Linked DNA regions of Mus musculus: region 1 is linked to region 2. Evidence: chromatin contacts called from public HiCAR-type data. All regions are on one chromosome and are shown on one strand. The core of a region is the stretch at or near the end of the contact, and the rest is flanking DNA. Distances in the headings are between cores, read along the strand shown.

What was found. HiCAR-type assays count read pairs that join an accessible place to other places.
Region 1: a contact with region 2 is called in a HiCAR-type map of astrocytes, with 10 times the contacts expected there. The contact joins two enhancer-like sites. A contact is called at or near these places in 2 of 484 Hi-C or Micro-C datasets (brain and cerebral cortex) and 4 of 115 datasets of contacts at active chromatin or transcription factors (astrocytes, bone marrow-derived dendritic cells and neural progenitor cells).

Annotation. Positions count from the first base shown.
Region 1 is chr17:91,084,501-91,089,451 of GRCm38.p6, forward strand. Nrxn1 (neurexin I) reads right to left here. Exons shown (of 23, transcript NM_020252.3): 2 at 3,455-4,951. The coding sequence starts at 4,226. Among named protein-coding and RNA genes, the nearest start is that of Nrxn1, 5.8 kb to the right of the region's middle. Within about 2 kb of position 2,106, at least 17 of the 459 cell types and tissues checked have an H3K27ac peak or open chromatin away from gene starts, as enhancers often do. A contact at or near this core is called in astrocytes and neural progenitor cells, where this site is marked.
Region 2 is chr17:90,889,850-90,895,112 of GRCm38.p6, forward strand. All of the region lies in intron 5 of Nrxn1 (neurexin I), which reads right to left. Among named protein-coding and RNA genes, the nearest start is that of 4930480K15Rik, 31 kb to the left of the region's middle. Within about 2 kb of position 2,627, at least 71 of the 459 cell types and tissues checked have an H3K27ac peak or open chromatin away from gene starts, as enhancers often do. A contact at or near this core is called in astrocytes and neural progenitor cells, where this site is marked.

The sequences.
Region 1 (4,951 bases), core at 856-3,355, 190 kb after region 2:
GTCATTTTATCCTTAATTTTAAGATTGGTGGTCATGAAGTTCTCTAAGTTTTTGAAGCTCCTAGAAATCTATCACTATGCTTAAGTAGGAACTTATAAAATAATAATGACACTGACGCACTTAGATGAGTATAATCCAATGGAAAAAACTATGTGCCCCATAAGCATCCATCATTCAAGAAGGGTGACATTGTTAAGTAGTTGAGTTCTGAGGCTAATGTTCAGAGTCAGAAACATCAATGGTGCATAAGATATCAGTTTCTGTGGTCGTTTTATATGAATCTTTGTTCTTTGGAAAACACCTTAATCCTCCTCCCACCACACACACACACATACACACACACACACACACACACAGAGAGAGAGAGAGGGGGGGGAGTGGGAGGGGGAGGGGGAGAGGGAGGGGGAGGGGGAGGGGGGGAGGGGGAGGGGGAGAGGGAGAGGGAGAGGGAGAGGGAGAGGGAGAGGGAGAGAGAATAAACCTGAAGGATGTAAAACTTAGTACATGAGAAAAAAAACATGATTTGGAAATAAGGTGATTATGATCTGTTCTAGGCTCTGTCATTAACCTGAGCACAAAGCATAACTTTTCTGGTGTTTTCTCTCCAACAGTACATAATCATGTAGAAAAATCAATAAATCTTATTAAGCCACGTAAATACAGCAAGGATGAAACAGAACTCATTCAACAAAAATATTCTGGGAAGTCATAGGTACAGATTATATCAGACATTCTAGATGGGGAGGATAGAACCAGATTGTTATCACTAGATATCGTTACCATATTTTTATTCTTAATTGTTTCAAATAGAAGGCCACTACAATAAAATGAAATTCCAAAACTAAGTATAAAAGGATTGTAGTGACTGATATGCTTTAACTTTGTGCTTAATATTAGCTTAACTGTAATATTTCCTGAACACGGTCTGTAAGGAATATTTATTTATGTTTTTTAATTGGGTTTATAGAGAACGTAGTAATCAGGGTAAATACTGAATGCAGACAGAGCTTTGTTTACACTTGATCTGAATAGAAATCATCTCCCCCAGTTGTCATGCATGATTGGTGTTGGGAGAGGCATCCATTCCAATTAATTATTCAATAGTCACTTGACATACATGAAACAGAGAAAATAAGCCAAGCCAAGCCAATACTTCTGGGAAGACAGACTATGCCATAGTCATTCCACCTCCCATTTCTCTAACAATGAAAGGAATTCAGCCTTTTGTTTTCCTGCCATGGTGAGTGTATTCTCTTTCAGCTTAAATTTTCAAAATGAATGAATGTTCAGAACAATGCTGATGGACTGACTTCCTTGGGATGAGTTTTCTTAGGCATCAGATATTATAATGTCCCAATATTCCTCCTCTTAATTTCAAATCATGCACCTTACAGAAATAGCTATGCCTTTGCCAAAACAAAATGTATTTTGGATGCATCTTTTTCTGTTTCTTTTTAACATCACTTTTTTTGCAGGCTTTCTTCACTCTTAACTGTTTCTGATTATGCATGATCCTTGGTTCCCTACATTAAAATGCATAGAAATATTTTTAAAATTCATTTAAAACACTCTCCCACACAGTACAAGCTGTCATTGTGTCATGTTTGTTTCTTAATTTAAGAAAGAAAGTTATATTTCATTAAGTTGCCTTCTTTATCATTTAAAGTGGAATTAGGATGCCTAGAGAAGTATTTTTTTTCCATAAAAATAATATTTGCCATTCTCTATTAATCAGTATAAATGTAGGCAGCTTCAAGTTGTACAACTGAATTGATCTCTTATAGTTATCATAGTCATGATTTACAAGTCAGCTAGATTTGGTAGAGGAAAAGAATTGTTCTGTGTCATTTTTTTAAAAACATGAAATCTGATTTTATGTTCATGGAAATTCACCAGCAGAGCTGAAAGTATAGTGTGGGACACAGGGTCATCTCTAACTCCTTATACCAAAATACCTAACACAAACCCATATGAAAACAAAGCGTAGTTAATAATTCTTGGCCAACCCATCACTGTTCCCATGGAAGCTACAGACCACTCCTGAATAACATTTTTCCCCTCTAACTAAGTCCCTTTGCTGTTTAAGCTGTTACAAATTTCATCATGTCTTCCTTTCTTTTAAGGCCAAAAGAGAGAGCTGCCAAGTCTAATAAGAATTACAAAGGCTTGCTTCTCTCAACAGTATCAGCCAAAATTTAAAAAGTAAGAAAGAAACAAAACCAAGAAAAACAAAAACAATACCATACATTACACAATAAAATACAGCCACACAGAGCTTTTTGTCCCAGTCTTTTCAAGTCAGAAAAAATAATTTATCTTTGCACTACAACTATAAGGGCACTGGCTGCCCTGATTTTACCTAATGGAACGTACCAAGCCACCCATCCTGCTTAGCCTCTAACACATTCATGTTTCATCCTAGGAATACCACTTTCTGTTTAGAGGTTTTCCTGTAGTCATACAATTATATTTTCCTTGGTCACTGTCATAATAAATAAATGAATAAATGAATAAATAAATGAGTAAATAAATAACATGGAAGAGATACATAGAAAACAGAATTTTAGATGTAAAGTGGTGAAGATAATGCTTAGATGTACTTTGTTTATTTTAAGCCCTTAAGGACCACAGAAACAATTCGACTTCTGCTACTTAGATGAACGTCATCAGCTGACTATCCTTGGAAAAATCTCCTACCATGGCTCACATGCATCCTGTTTAATCTTCCTGATCCAGCAACACATAAACTGTTCTATTTTGTTACCAAGCACTTGTTAATCAAGGAATACATTGTCTCATCTCTAACATTCCTCAATGGTAGCTGAGCTATCTCACACTTGAAGAAACCAAAGAAATCAGAAAATTCTTCTTAAATATGACAAATTTGGGATTGGGACAGAACCATGGGAAACAATAGTTTCTAAAAAGCCTCCTGTTCGTCAAGAAAAAATCTCTCTTCCACACCAGGGTCAGGTCTTGGATTTGCAAAGGCACCCGGGCCCTATGGCCTGTCGAGTGTGCTGTGACCAGTAACCATATGGACAGCTCTACTGCAAGCCCACAGCTGCTCACTCTCCATCTAGTTTTCTCACCAAACACATGTTCAGTCAAACACATGTTCTGGACAGTTGTCAACAACCTTATAGTCAATGTCTGGATACTATGGCTACTGATGGTACAGGGCAGTAGAGGACCATTTAGGTAGGCAGTGGCCAAAGGATTTACAGGGACCTGCCAATGTTCCGCTGCGGGATTTTGTCCTTTGGGAGGAGGTCACATGGACACGGCCTCCCTCTGGAGATGTAGTCGGTGTGCCCCCTAAGAGGCTGCAGACGGAGGCAGCATGGTGGGGAGGGACAGGCCTTCACCCAGAGGCTTCCGGAGGAGGAAGGCCCCATGCACCGGCCTCCCTCCCAGCCCAGGCCGAGGCTCCGCGGGGTCGGGCAGGCCTTACCTTGGCTGCAGTCCTTGCCACGGAAGCCGGTCCTCGAGCAGTCGCATACGGCCTGGTCGTCGACCACGGAGCACACGCCCCCGTTGAGGCACACGCCGCCCTCGCCTTCTTCGCCCGCCTCGCATGGGCTCCCGCCACCGCTGTTGGGAGGCTCGTCGTCCAGCTTGACCTCGCCGCCGTCCACCGGCAGGGCCTGTGACGAGTTGACCCGGACGTCACGGATCCAGCCCTTGAAGGGCTCGCGCTCGCGCACCGAGGCCAGCGTGAGCTTGAGGGCCGCGGCGCGCAGTTCGGGTGGCAGGCCGCCCACGAAGAGCCCGCTGAACACCGTCATGTCCCTGCGCTTGGACTTGACCTCCACCCACTTGGCCTCGGCGCGGTCGATGTAGAGCGTGGTGTTGCGGAACTGGCGGCGGATGCGCACGCTGTGCCAGGCGCCGTCGTTGACCGGCGTGTCGGCCAACAGCGTGGCGGGCTCGGCGCAGAAGATGGAGAAGCTGAGCTGCAGGCGGCCGCCGCGCGTCAGGATGAGCTCGAGGAAGTCGCAGAAGCCCTCGTCGTCGAAGTAGAGCACGAGGCCGCGGGCACTGCGCGTCTTCAGCTGGAAGCTCATCTCGCTCTCGCAGCACGCGTTCCACTTGGGGAAGCGCGTCCACTGGCCCTCGGCGCCCGGGAACTCCAGCCCGCTGCCCAGCTCTGCCCAGCAGCCCAGCAGCAGCAGCGACAGGCAGAGGAGACAGCAGCCCCCGCGCTGGACCAGCGCCGTCCCCATGCTCGGGGCTGGGGTGCGGCGGGGGGGAGCCGGGGGCGACAGGGTCGAAGCGGTCCTGGACACCTTCACAGAGAAATGGGGGTCCGCAGAGGAGTGGGAGGGAGGGGGGAGGCGGCAGTGGGAGGGGCGCACCCTCCTTCAGCTCTTTTTTCCTTCTTCTTCTCTTCCAGCAGCCCCTTCCTCTCTCCCAGTAGTCTCCTTCCAACTGGAAAGCGGAGACCCCAGTCCTATGGGATAGCTGCAGAACTTCCAGGCCAAAGGGGGGATACACTTTGGAGGCAACGTTCTGAAAAAGAGGGCCACCGAGGCTCAAGAGCGATCACTGATCCATTTGCATCCGATGATGTTTAAGTGAGGGCATCTGTGGCACCAACAGGTACTTCAACTATCCCAGGACCAAAACCTTCAAAGTACCACCGGCGCGGTGCCAGCAGTAGGAGAGCAGAATCGGAAGAAACACACTTTTCTCGGAGAGGAACACGAAGTCAACACTGAGCCAGGATCTTTGGCTGCTTGGCAGGCCTCGAGGCCCCTCCAGATGTTGGCTCCAAGCACAGAAGGAGAAAGGACAGAGTGAGACACCAGAATAGCTTCAGAGGCCTACTTCTGTCATATCATGGGCTTCCAGCACCACTAAAGCCAAGGCCAAATTTCCTGTGCATGCCCTCCCAGGCTGATTCGCTTTATGTTTAGGAGCCCTGTAGGTAGGTCTCAAACCCTGCTGT
Region 2 (5,263 bases), core at 1,377-3,876:
TTGCACTAGTACAAATGGCAGACTATTGCAGAACAAGTGAATAAATTGGTAAACTAGGGCTTGCCATTCTATAATTTGCCAATATTTCCTCTAGGTAATCCCAGTATACTGATAGTTCATTGATTCACTTGGTAAAATTAACTGACCCATTGTGGGCTTAATTTATATGTTACAAGTATACAAACACACACAGACACAGGCACAGACACACAGACACACACACACACTTGTTCTTCATCCACATTTTCTAACATAAAATTAAAAAAAAAGCCTTTGGAGTCTGGAATAAAGAGTGAAATGATATTTCTTGTATGCTAATGAATGGTGGGGTTGTGCCTAAGTAGCTGCAATATGGTAGTTGGCCAATCAAAATTTTTAGGTGTGATGAGAATTTGGGACTTTCATCTTTCCCCTAAAGGTAGAGATACTGGAGTTTAAGTTGATCAGTCATGCACATTATTTAGCCAACCATAGTTAGATAACAAAACTCACCCTAAAACTGTATTATCAGAATTTCAGGGCACCTGGCACATGGTGAGGACTTATCTATAAAGTGAGTAGAACTTCAGTGCTTTTTCTCTCTGCCCATCTCTTCATCTGGCTGTTGGTATTCTTTGCAGTGGTTCTTCAAAACAAAACGAGTAAGTTATTTTCCTGAGTTTCATGAACCACTTTAGTAAATTATTCCAACCCAAGTGGGGGCCATGGAAACCTTGATTTATAGATAATTGAGTGTAAGCACAGATTTCACTGGTTTCTGAAGTGTGTGTGTGGGGTTAGTGTTTTGGCTTTAAGCCCTATATCTATGTGATCTGACACTATTTACAGAAAAATAGTGGAAGAGTTGAGATGGATTATAGAATATCCAGGTGAAAAAGTTACTATTTGATTTGAGATAGTTACATTCTGTTTGGAGACAATTTTATAAACAGAAAAAAAAAACCCCAGGAAATTTCTGAATAGGAACAATACATAAGAAACAGAAATCTTGTCAGAAAGACTGGGACCTATGACAAGCATAAGGTATGGGAAGACCTGTGTCCCCATAATAAGCAGGAGGTATGGGGAGACCTGGGTCCTCATAATAAGCAGGAGGTATGGGGAGACCTGGGTCCCCACAACAAGCAGGAGGCATGGGAAGATGAGACTGAACAACTTGGCTGGAGATAAGATTAGGTGACTGTTCTAGCTATATTGCTAACAGGTGGTAGTGTCTGATTCCTGCAAAAGCTATGATGATGGAAAGACCAAACCAATTGGAAAGTGTTTGTGTGTAGACTTAACTATACAATGTTCAATAGCTGGATATATGTGCATACAGACATTTTCCAGGTGTGTGTCAGGAAATCCAGGATGAATTCTAGTTTTTAAAAATCTACATATTTAATTTTATGTGGATGAATGTTCTTTGCATGAGTATAGGTGTACCATACACATGCCTTTTGCTCAACGATGTCAGAAGAGGACATTAGGTCTCTTCCAGCTAGAATTATGGACAACTGTCAACTACCACTTGGGTACTGAAACCAACCCTGTATCCTCTGAAGAAGCAAGTGCTCCTAACCTTAGAGCCATCTCTCCAGCTTAGAATCCTAGGCATTTACTTTGAGCCTGGGGATAAAAGTTAATAGTATCTGCTGATTTGGAAATGAAAGATGGGCATTTTGAAAACTGAGATGCATCTTAAGACATTCTTGTGGGAATGTCAGCTGTGTGTTTAGATACATCAACTTGAGCTCTCTCTATGGAGCAGGGTCAGTTGTACAATTGTGATTCATGGAATATAGACCTAAAAGAAATTCACAGCCAAGACTGCTCTGTGACAGATACCAGTAGACAGCTTTGCAGATCTTCCCTACAGCAACCAGCTAAAAGTCTAAGGCTAGTATAGAAATTACATATTGAAGAGTACATGAAGAAAGGGAAATTGTGAGCTATGTGACTTGTCAAACTAAATACAATGAAGACTGAAGAGTGGTCACTGGATTTGGCATATAGTGACTTCGGTAACAGTTTATTCAGCTAAGAATGCCAAGCATTCTCCAAGAAGCTGCTGAGGCTAGTGCCTGCATGAAGTCAGTTTGACAGCTATGGTTACAGGGAAAACAGACAATTATCACTTTCCCATTCTGTGCCTCATTTCATGAAGGTCAAGATTTAAGATTTGGCTTTAATTTATTTATAGCACCTACATTTCTTTTAAAGACAGTATTTGTTAGCTCACTATTAAAACAAATAGCAAGTATGTTCATAAACACTTTGGGAAAATATGCTTCTATACTTATTCCAAAAGGCATTATTCTTAAAAATCAATAAAGGTGACCCTCAGGCTATCTGTAAATATATATGAGAAGAAACTCTTTGCAGGGCTTTTTAGATTTCCATCCTCTAATAAATTATTGGCTTCTGTATCTAAATTTGTGTTTGCATTTATAAAATTCATTAAAATTTTAGTAATATAATATGGAACTTTTCCTTACAGACCCTTTTAGTTTTCAGATTCAAGAGTCTGAATGAACCCAATTAAATGTGTTCTGTGTACCTTCTTAGTCTGCCAGTAGCAAGGCTCACAATGTGAGCCTGTGCTACTTGCTACAGGGGAGGCCACACAGGAACCAAGAGAATACTGCCTGCTGAGGGAAAAAATGAGCTCATTTCTTCTGAAAGTTGTTGGCGGCAGTGCTGAGAGCTCTGAGAACACAGCAGCTGTTTGTAGATTCTCCTAATTGGCACAGACTATTGTCTGGGTTTGTACTCCATTACTGGAAAAAGTAGCTCCTTTTTGTTTATGCTCTCCAATATGTTCAGCTACAAATATGTACAGGTAAGGATTATGAGAAATTATCTAGGCTAGTAAAAAGGAATTTTGAGGCAGTTCAGTGGTTTAACAGTGAGAGCGAGGCAGGTTCAAACTGCCTTGGAGAAGTATTTTGTTAAAATGAACAAAGCCCATTCTCTCCATTGAATAATATAAACTCTCATCCACATGCCAACAGGACACAAGGACTTTATTATCACTTGTCACACACAGTAGTTTTATTAGCACCCACTCAAAACTAAGCTAATTTAAAAACACTTGAAACCATAGGCAGATGTTTTTAAATGACAAATAAAAAACAAACAAGTAAATAAATAAATTTAGGCTGAATTGCTTCACATACTACCTATTGTACAGAAGCTGGGCTCAGTACCTTAGTCTTTAAACACACTCATTTCCGCACAAGCCACCTACACCCTGGCCACTTTGTAATTGCAAGAAAACAACACTGCCTGTTCTGTCAGGACTTGGTGACCTAGAGTCTCTTTCTAATTTTATCTGTTTAGTTCACTTAACATTAAGATATATCCATTTTCAAACGAGATTCCTGTAAGAGGTCTTTTAAATTTTACATTAAATCCACCACTTTTGACATCTGGTAGCCTTCACAGAAGCTCATGAACAGCCTACACCATATTTTAGGTTTTCCTTTCCTAAGCACAGGGTGGAAAAAATTACATACGCTCACAAAATTCTATACATTAAAGTGTTCATGGCAATGTGGGTTCTAATATCACTAAGCCAGAAACTCCTTAAATGTATATGTCTAAATCAAGAAACCTGATAAAATGAGCCCACAATGGAAAGGATGCTGTAGTGAGAAGAACAATCTAGAGCTACACGGGACAGCGTAGATCAATCTCAAGATTGAATAATGGATACCAGATATATTAGGAAGCTATAAAATTATATACATTGCCTAAACTAGTTGAGCCACATTGAATATGTTCAAGAGACTTTGTTGTCTAATGTCAACATGTTTGACTCTCTGTACTGAACAAAAATATTATAGAATATTATTAGAAAGTATGGCTATATTTCTGTTTTCCTAAAATAAAAAAAGATTCCAAAAGATAGCTAGGCTGCTGGGTGAATTTTATTGCCACAAAAACAGTTTGATTCATAAACTAGATGGTTCATCTCCTGGAACAGGAGATTTTTCTTTTGTGTCTATTCATAGCACTGTTATGCTGGGAAAAATGGGGGCATCATCAATGCAGCTGAGTGCTTATATAGTCATGGGTAGATAAAAGATAAATAAATAGACATGACAGATAAATAAATAGGTAGATAAAAGAAACAAGACAGTGAAAGCAGAAGGCCTTCAATACAGGTCTCCGAGTTTGGATACCAGTTTTAGGTAGTGGAAACGTGGGACATTTTTTGGTAGAGGACAGAATAATACTATTTTTGACTCTCAAGCCTACTAACTCCAGAAAAATAAGAGATACCAGTATGATAAGAAAGGTCAACATGAGGATAAAGAGGCCAGGAGTGGGATGGTGCCACCAGCAAGAGAAATGTGGATTGATACATGAGAAAGAAACAAAGCCATTCTCAAAGGTGAAGTTGTGAGTTTTCAGGAGGATCATTTGATAAGGAATGGGACACCTTAGGGATTGGTTGTTTTGGGAAGACAAAACTATCACAGTAAATTAGCAAGGTCACCCATCAATGCAGATCTCAAACAAATATGGGACCCTGGTGGCAGATATTCAACATATGTTGTTTTGTTCTATGGCAAACATAATATGGGAAGAAAACATAGTAATCAAACTGGTAAAGGGATTAAAATTGAATAATTTTCATTTGCATCCAGGAGTCAAACAAAGGACTTGGCTGCAGATGACTTAAAGAACACCCTAGTCTCAACATAAAGAAATTTGACAATTCAATTTACAAATGAAGTTCAGAAAATAATTCCATTAGAAGAGTATGTGGAGAGCAGATGAATAAAGGAGAAATTCATGCCAACAAAGAATTGTAAATTAAGACCAAAATTTAATAAAACCAGAACAATTAAAATTAAATAAGAGCAGATAACAGTGAGTGTTGGCAAAGGTGTGAGATGGTAGAACACATTGCTGTTGGGGGTGCAAATGATACAGATACCCTAGAAAGCAGTGTTACAATTTCCTGCAAAATAAAACATGCACTTACCATCTTCCCTAGAAGTCATACTCTTAGACATTTACTCAGTGTCCAAAGTTTCATATATGAGTGTTTAGAGATGTTGTATTCAAAATTACATTCAATCACTGCAAACAATCTTCAATATACAAATATTCTTTACCAGGTAAGCAAATTGTACAATGCCTCTGCAAAGAATATTGAACAATGACTGCTAAGTCATCATTTATAACTCTCAAAGGCAATGATGAGAGACATCTTGAATGATTACATATAACATGATGGAATTTATGTGATGCCATTTACGTGAAAATC